Linked DNA regions of Oryctolagus cuniculus: region 1 is linked to region 2. A link is a contact called in public Micro-C data. All regions are on one chromosome and are shown on one strand. Each heading gives the region's core, a stretch centred on a gene start, on an enhancer-like site or on the middle of the called end of the contact. The rest is flanking DNA. Distances are from core to core; before and after follow the strand shown.

Region 1 (2,938 bases), core at 228-2,727, 330 kb after region 2:
TTAATGTGTTAAGAGCAGCAAAGGATTGGTCCAGAAGCTTAGAATTCTACCAGGTTTGGGGACACCATATTGTATCACTGTCTGGTGTGAGGCCAAGCCACAGGCAACAGGTACCAAGGCAAAGCAAGTAAATCTAAACAGTCAGAGGGTGCAGGTGACTGAAGAACTTGAGGCTAATCATTTAGACCTCATTCACTCCCATCCCCCATAGTCAGGGAACCTTGTGGCCTGATTTCCTATTTGTAGCACAGGAAGAGGTGGGCTTAGGGGATAAGGGAATGAGATTCAAGTCAAGTAAGCAGAACAGCAAGTTAATGGTAGCCGATATAAACGGACAGGAACCTAAGAAAAGTTGTGTTACGGCAGGTTCGAGATGACACGGCCGGCGTGGTAGAACGAAAAGGTGCTTTTTATTTATCCAGTGAGCTTTTGTTTAGACAAGGACAGCGAAGCAAGGCTGTCTCACAAAGCGCAGGCAGAGCAGAATCCGATAACCAAAACCACGTTAGGGATTTAAGACATAAGGCAACACACCTGGCTCCTTAGAATATTCATTCTCTGAAACTTAGGGTAGAAAAATCATGGTTAAAGGTAGGTGTCCCTGTAACAGCTCTGGGAACCAAGGTTTTTTTTTTTTTTTGACAGGCAGAGTTAGACAGTGAGAGAGAGACATAGAAAAGGTCTTCCTTCCGTTGGTTCACTCCCCAAATGGCCGCTATGGCCGGCCCGCTGTGCCGATCAGAAGCCAGGAGCCAGGTGCTTCCTCCTGGTCTCCCATGCGGGTGCAGGGCCCAAGCACTTGGGCCATCCTCCACTGCCTTCCCGGGCCACAGCAGAGAGCTGGACTGGAAGAGGAGCAACCGGGACAGAATCTGGCGCCCCAACTGGGACTAGAACCCGGGGTGCCGGCGCCGCAGGTGGAGGATTAGCCTAGTGAGCCATGGCACCGGTCTTTTTTTTTTTTTTTTTAATATATCATTTTGCCATGCCTCCTTGGGTGTTGCCCACCCTTCCTGAGTTGTGCCCACGTCACAGAAGTGTGGGTATGTGGGAGACATAGTTCATGATTTGGTGGCCCAGACCCTGCACTAAATGCCTCATAAGCAACATCCACTGTTATCAGTAGAACCGTGCTATGGCTGCAAGAGGAATTCGGATTATAAGTCCTCCAGGTTCCATGAAATTGTGTTTATAGGCACAGAAAAATCCTGTGAATCATTCTGGGTCATGAGAAGCCCTGGTTGGTTTTTTAACCAGAAACGTTTATTGTCCTTAAGGCTCTGAAACACTCAGAGGCTAGAACCCTGGCCACTCCAACAGAAAGCTGCACCACCTTCTAGTCCGGCTAGGCTTTGGACTACATTTCCCAGAATGCCCCACGGCTCGGGGCTCCTGCAGGATTGGTCAGGACAACGCGGAAGTGATTACGGGTCGCCCAGCAACGGGCGAAGTCCTGGCCCTTGACTGGCTGCGCACGCCCCTTCCCTGCTGTCAGGTGGATGAGGAAGCTCCGCTCCGTCACCTGCCTCCCGGAGCGGTCTCCGGCTTTTCCTTTCAGCCGAGCGGCGGGGCCGCCTTCTCCGTGCCCAAGCCGCTGCTCTCTTCAGGCTCCGCCCACCCTTGGCGCCAGCAGCCGGCAAACTCGGGAGGCTGGATCGAAGCTGCGGAGTCGGCTTCGCCGGCCGCGGGGGCGCAGGGCGCAGGCGCGAGCGGTCGGGCCCCGACGCGCGCGGCGCTCGGTTGAAGCGGGAGTGAGTTCCTGGGCTAGGCGACCCGGCGGCTGAGGGGACCGGGCGAGCGCGCGCCTCCTGTGTCCGCCATGGCGGCTCTGCGCTACGCGGGCCTGGACGACACGGACAGCGAGGACGAGCTGCCCCCGGGCTGGGAGGAGAGAACCACCAAGGACGGCTGGGTGTACTATGCCAAGTAAGGGGGCCGCCGGGCCTGGGACGCTCCGGGACCCCTGACGGCCTCTGGCGCCCGGGACGCCGCCCGCGCGGGCCCCGCGCTCCGCCTCGCAGAGGCCGGCGCGAGTCCGCGGGGTCCGCGCAAGGGGCCGGGCCCCTTTGTGGGCCCTGGGTCCCGCGGGGGTCCCGCGGGGGTGCCCCTGGCAGCGTGCGGGCGCGCCCTCTGCTGCTGAGGCGGCGGCACTGCAGGGGCAGCAGTGACCCCTGGGGCTTGGCCCCCCCGCCCCCCGCCCCTGACAGATGGAGACGTTTAAAAAAAGAAAACAAAAAACATGAACCCCCCCCCCCCCAAAAAAAATGGCGAATGGCCAGTGCCCTCCGTGGAGATCTGGGTTGCAAGCCCAGGAGTGTGTGTGTTTCTCCCCGCAAATGGCCTGCGCAGCTCAGCTTTCGTTGCCGGGGAGCATTTGGGAGACCTGTGTGCCCGCGGGCCGTTGAAGGAAAGCTGTAGTCTCAGTTGTGTCATCTGCAGAATGGGTCCATAGTCCAGGGCGTGCGCCTGCAGCAGTCTGCACGGGGCCTGAGAGACTGTTCAGAAGCAGCCTGTGCTGGTGGCTTTGCGGCTGTGCCAGCACCCGCCCTGGCCTGGTGTTAGGAGCACCTGGGGCATTTCGGGTCTCTGTAGAGAACGCACTTCAGCGGACTCCCCGCTCCCGGGGAGCTGTGTTGTCTGCGCTTTGCAGGTGCGGCGGATCACCCGTCGCCTGGCGGCGTGGAGAACTAAGTTTCTCCCGGGTCCCTGATTCCAGAGATGGTGACTTAATGCATTTGGGCCCATCCCCCCCACCCTACCCCGGTAGGCTGTGAAATCCTCCCAGCGAGTCTGCTCCACCCAAGACGGCGACACGCCGCTGCCTTTCGTGGCCAGGTGGGGAGCAGAGCAGAGCAAGACAAGCTCCGCTGAGTTCATTCTTCTAGCACACACAGCGATCTTGAGTTCCAGGCCTTGTGCTCATCTGTAAGGAGCTCCC
Region 2 (3,079 bases), core at 111-2,610:
ACCTGATGAAGCTCCTGGCTCCTGGCTTCGGCCTGGCCTGGCCCTGGCTGTTGTGGCCATTTGTGGAGTGAATCAGTGGATGGAAGTTTCTCTCTCTCTCTCTCTCTCTCTCTCTCTGTAACTCTGCCTTTCAAATAAATAAATCTTTAAAATAAATAAATAAAATAAAATTATCAAAAGATGTAATTAAAAGACATATTTTTGTGCCAACTTTTTAAAAAATCCATGCGTAGCTTTTCATACTTCACTTTTTCCATGAACTTTCTGAAGATGCCCTATACTCATGGATTTTCTTTTTCCTGCACTAAAACCAACTTATCTTTTAATTCCATTTTGCACCGACTGCAAAGTATCCTCACAGAGGCCCATAATGCTTCCACCGAAACCATCCTGTTCATGGAGGTTGCCCCGAGGGACAAGGATGTTCCTGTGTGTGTGTGTGTGCGTGTGTGACTGCCATTGTCACTATCGGGAGGAAGTCACAGATTTGGGCTGCAGCTCTCTGTACAAGGGCTTACCATGCTAACTTTTCCTCCTCCGATAAAATACTTTGAAAAATGAATTCTCCAGGCTGCGCTGTGGTGTAGTGGGTTAAGCCCATGCCTGCAGAGCTGACATCCCATAGGGGCACGGATTCGAGTCCCGGCTGCTCCATCTCTAATCCAACTCCATGCTAAGCAGCGGAAGATGGCCCAACTGCTTGGGCCCCTGCACCCACGAGGGAGACCCAGAAGCAGCCCCTGGCTCCTGGCTTCAGATCGGCCCAGCTCCGGCCCTTGCGGCCATTTGGGAGTGAACCAGCAGATAGAAGACCTCTCTCTCTCACTGTCTCTGTAACTCTGCCTTTCAAACACATAAATAAATCTTTTAAAAAATTCTCTTTTCTCTGCATTGGTGTTAGGATGGAAATGAGCCAAGCGACACGATGACATATTGCACATTATTACACTCACTTCCCTCTTTTGGTTTTGCAAGACTTTTCAGAGAAAACATCTCCGTGGGCGGTTAACACTGCTCCGGGCCCCAGACGCTGCGTCCCCCGGGCCTGCCCAACCTCAGCTCGCCCTGTTCCCTGGCTCTCTGACTTCTCCTGCCCGGAGTGGGGTCTTCCTGGCTCTCCCGGCCTCACGCCCCGCTCGGCCCCTGCGGCAGCGGCTCACAGACCCTGGGCATCTTCACAGCCCACACGGCCCGGCTTCCAGCGGTAGGGCCCGGAGTGAGGCTGAGGCCATGCCCGCAGCGCCACACCCAGAGAACCGCGGCGCTCTGGTCAGCGCCACCTGCGTCTCACAAGCCGGGCTTCCCCGGGCCAGCCCCGCCCTGCCCCGCCCCCTGGTTCAGGCCCCGCCTCCGTCCCGCCCCCTGCGCAATGTCTAGCCGCGCCCCATCCCATCCCTCGCCTCAGCTCTAAGGCCCCGCCCACCGCTCAACCCCGCCCCTTTCCCTACCTCTCAGCAGCCCCGCCCCCAGGTCCAGTGCTGCTCTGCGCATGCCCGTCCGGGGAGCGCCCTCGAGGAGTCTCCGACCGGAAACAAACATTCCCCGGACTATGTCGCGACTCTGTGTTCCTCAGGAACTTGACAGGTAAAGCCTTCCCGGCCTTGACCTTGGCGGGGGCCGTCGAGGTCTTTGTCTGTGACCGATATTGCGGCCCCCGCCAGTCCACCCGCCGGCAGGACTCGGGCCCTGGCTCCAGCTGCCCGCAGTGTACCCCGCCAGCCACAGAGCCGGCTTCAGCTGACAGGGTTCACACACGCGCGGGTTTGGCCCCTTCCTGGCTGTTTCGCTCTTGACGCAAACCGCGTCTCCACTGCGGGCCCTGAGACCCCCTGAAGGCGGTCCAGCCCCCGCACCCGGCAGCCCTGAGATCAGCCCCCCCGGGGGGGGCGGCTTCCGGTCGTGATCTGGGGGGTCTCGGTGACGTCACTCTGGCGTAGTTGGTGTTCTTGGTGATCTTGCCACGGGCCAGCCCCGGACTGAAGGAACAGGTTTTTACAGCCTTGCCCTGCGGCTCTGGGCTTCTCCCTAGAGGCCGGCGTGGTAGCTCAGCCTGAACCCGAACCCCCATAATGTGAAAGCAGGACCCAGCCTCTTATCTCTCTTCACCTGCCCTTGATGGGAAGGAATTCACTGACCAGAGGGCGTGACCCAGCTGGGTTCCAAGGTTCTGACCACTGGATGAAGGAGCCTTGCTTCTGATAAGATGGCCAGCATCGGCCTGCACTGATTGTTGTGGAGTATTCCAGGTCTGGGCAGAAGGTCACTGCCACCTTCACGTAACCCCCAGGCCAACTGGAGACCCCCGGCCACCATAAATTCCCTGAAGGGCACGGCATCACTGACCAACCAGGATCCTAGACACAAGCTAACCGTGCACCTTAGCTCCTCCAGGAGCCTGGGGGCTAAGCAGTAGCGGGCCTGCGCTGTGCAACCAGTCCCTGCCTTCTTCCACCTCGCTCACGCTCCCGTCAGTGACTGGCTTCTGCTCGTCGCGAGTGGGCCCAGTTTGGGGGTCCTACAGAAAGGCCTCCACCCAGGTTGGGGTGTTGTGCAGTAACAAGTACACACGCGGGACTCCCATTGCCTTCCTGGGCGTGGGCTGTGCCCATCGGTGCCATCTGAAGCCCCTGGAGCCAGAACTTGGTGACTTTTCAGGCCGCTTGGTCATCCGTGAACTCCACTGCTGTTACTCAGCTGCGTTTCAGGAGCACCGTGCCGCCTGGAAGAGCAGACAGCAAACCTGGGCACAGACACTGCTTATCTAGTGCTGGGGCTTTAATGAGGGTAGTTACCGTGCGCGGGGTATGAACAGCACCTTCTCTCCACAGATGGCCTCCCGCACATCCAGGGGAGGCCCGCGCAGGGGCTCGCAGAGGCCACTTGGCTACACTGCTGAGCGCACCGTGGCTCACCTGAATGTCTGCCATTGCTCCCTGTGCAACCCTGCCTTTCCTTAGAAGCATTCGAACCAAACTGGCCATTTCCTAGGGCTGCTGTAACAGGGTCCCGCAGCTGGGCGGCTTAGAGCAGGACACTCCTGTGCTTCATTCCGCAGGACCGATTCAGAAATGGAGGTGTC

The links. Hi-C and Micro-C count contacts between places; a contact is called where the count stands out from the background.
Region 1: a contact with region 2 is called in a Micro-C map of ear pinna, with 5 times the contacts expected there. The contact joins the promoter of WWOX here to the promoter of NUDT7 in region 2. A contact is called at or near these places in 2 of 6 Hi-C or Micro-C datasets (ear pinna and an unstated tissue).

Annotation. Positions count from the first base shown.
Region 1 is chr18:60,447,477-60,450,414 of mOryCun1.1, forward strand. WWOX (WW domain containing oxidoreductase) reads left to right here and starts at 1,478. Exons shown (of 9, transcript XM_002711692.5): 1 at 1,478-1,926. The coding sequence starts at 1,820.
Region 2 is chr18:60,112,848-60,115,926 of mOryCun1.1, forward strand. It overlaps NUDT7 (nudix hydrolase 7), which reads left to right and starts at 1,361. Exons shown (of 4, transcript XM_051847030.2): 1 at 1,361-1,584. The coding sequence starts at 1,490.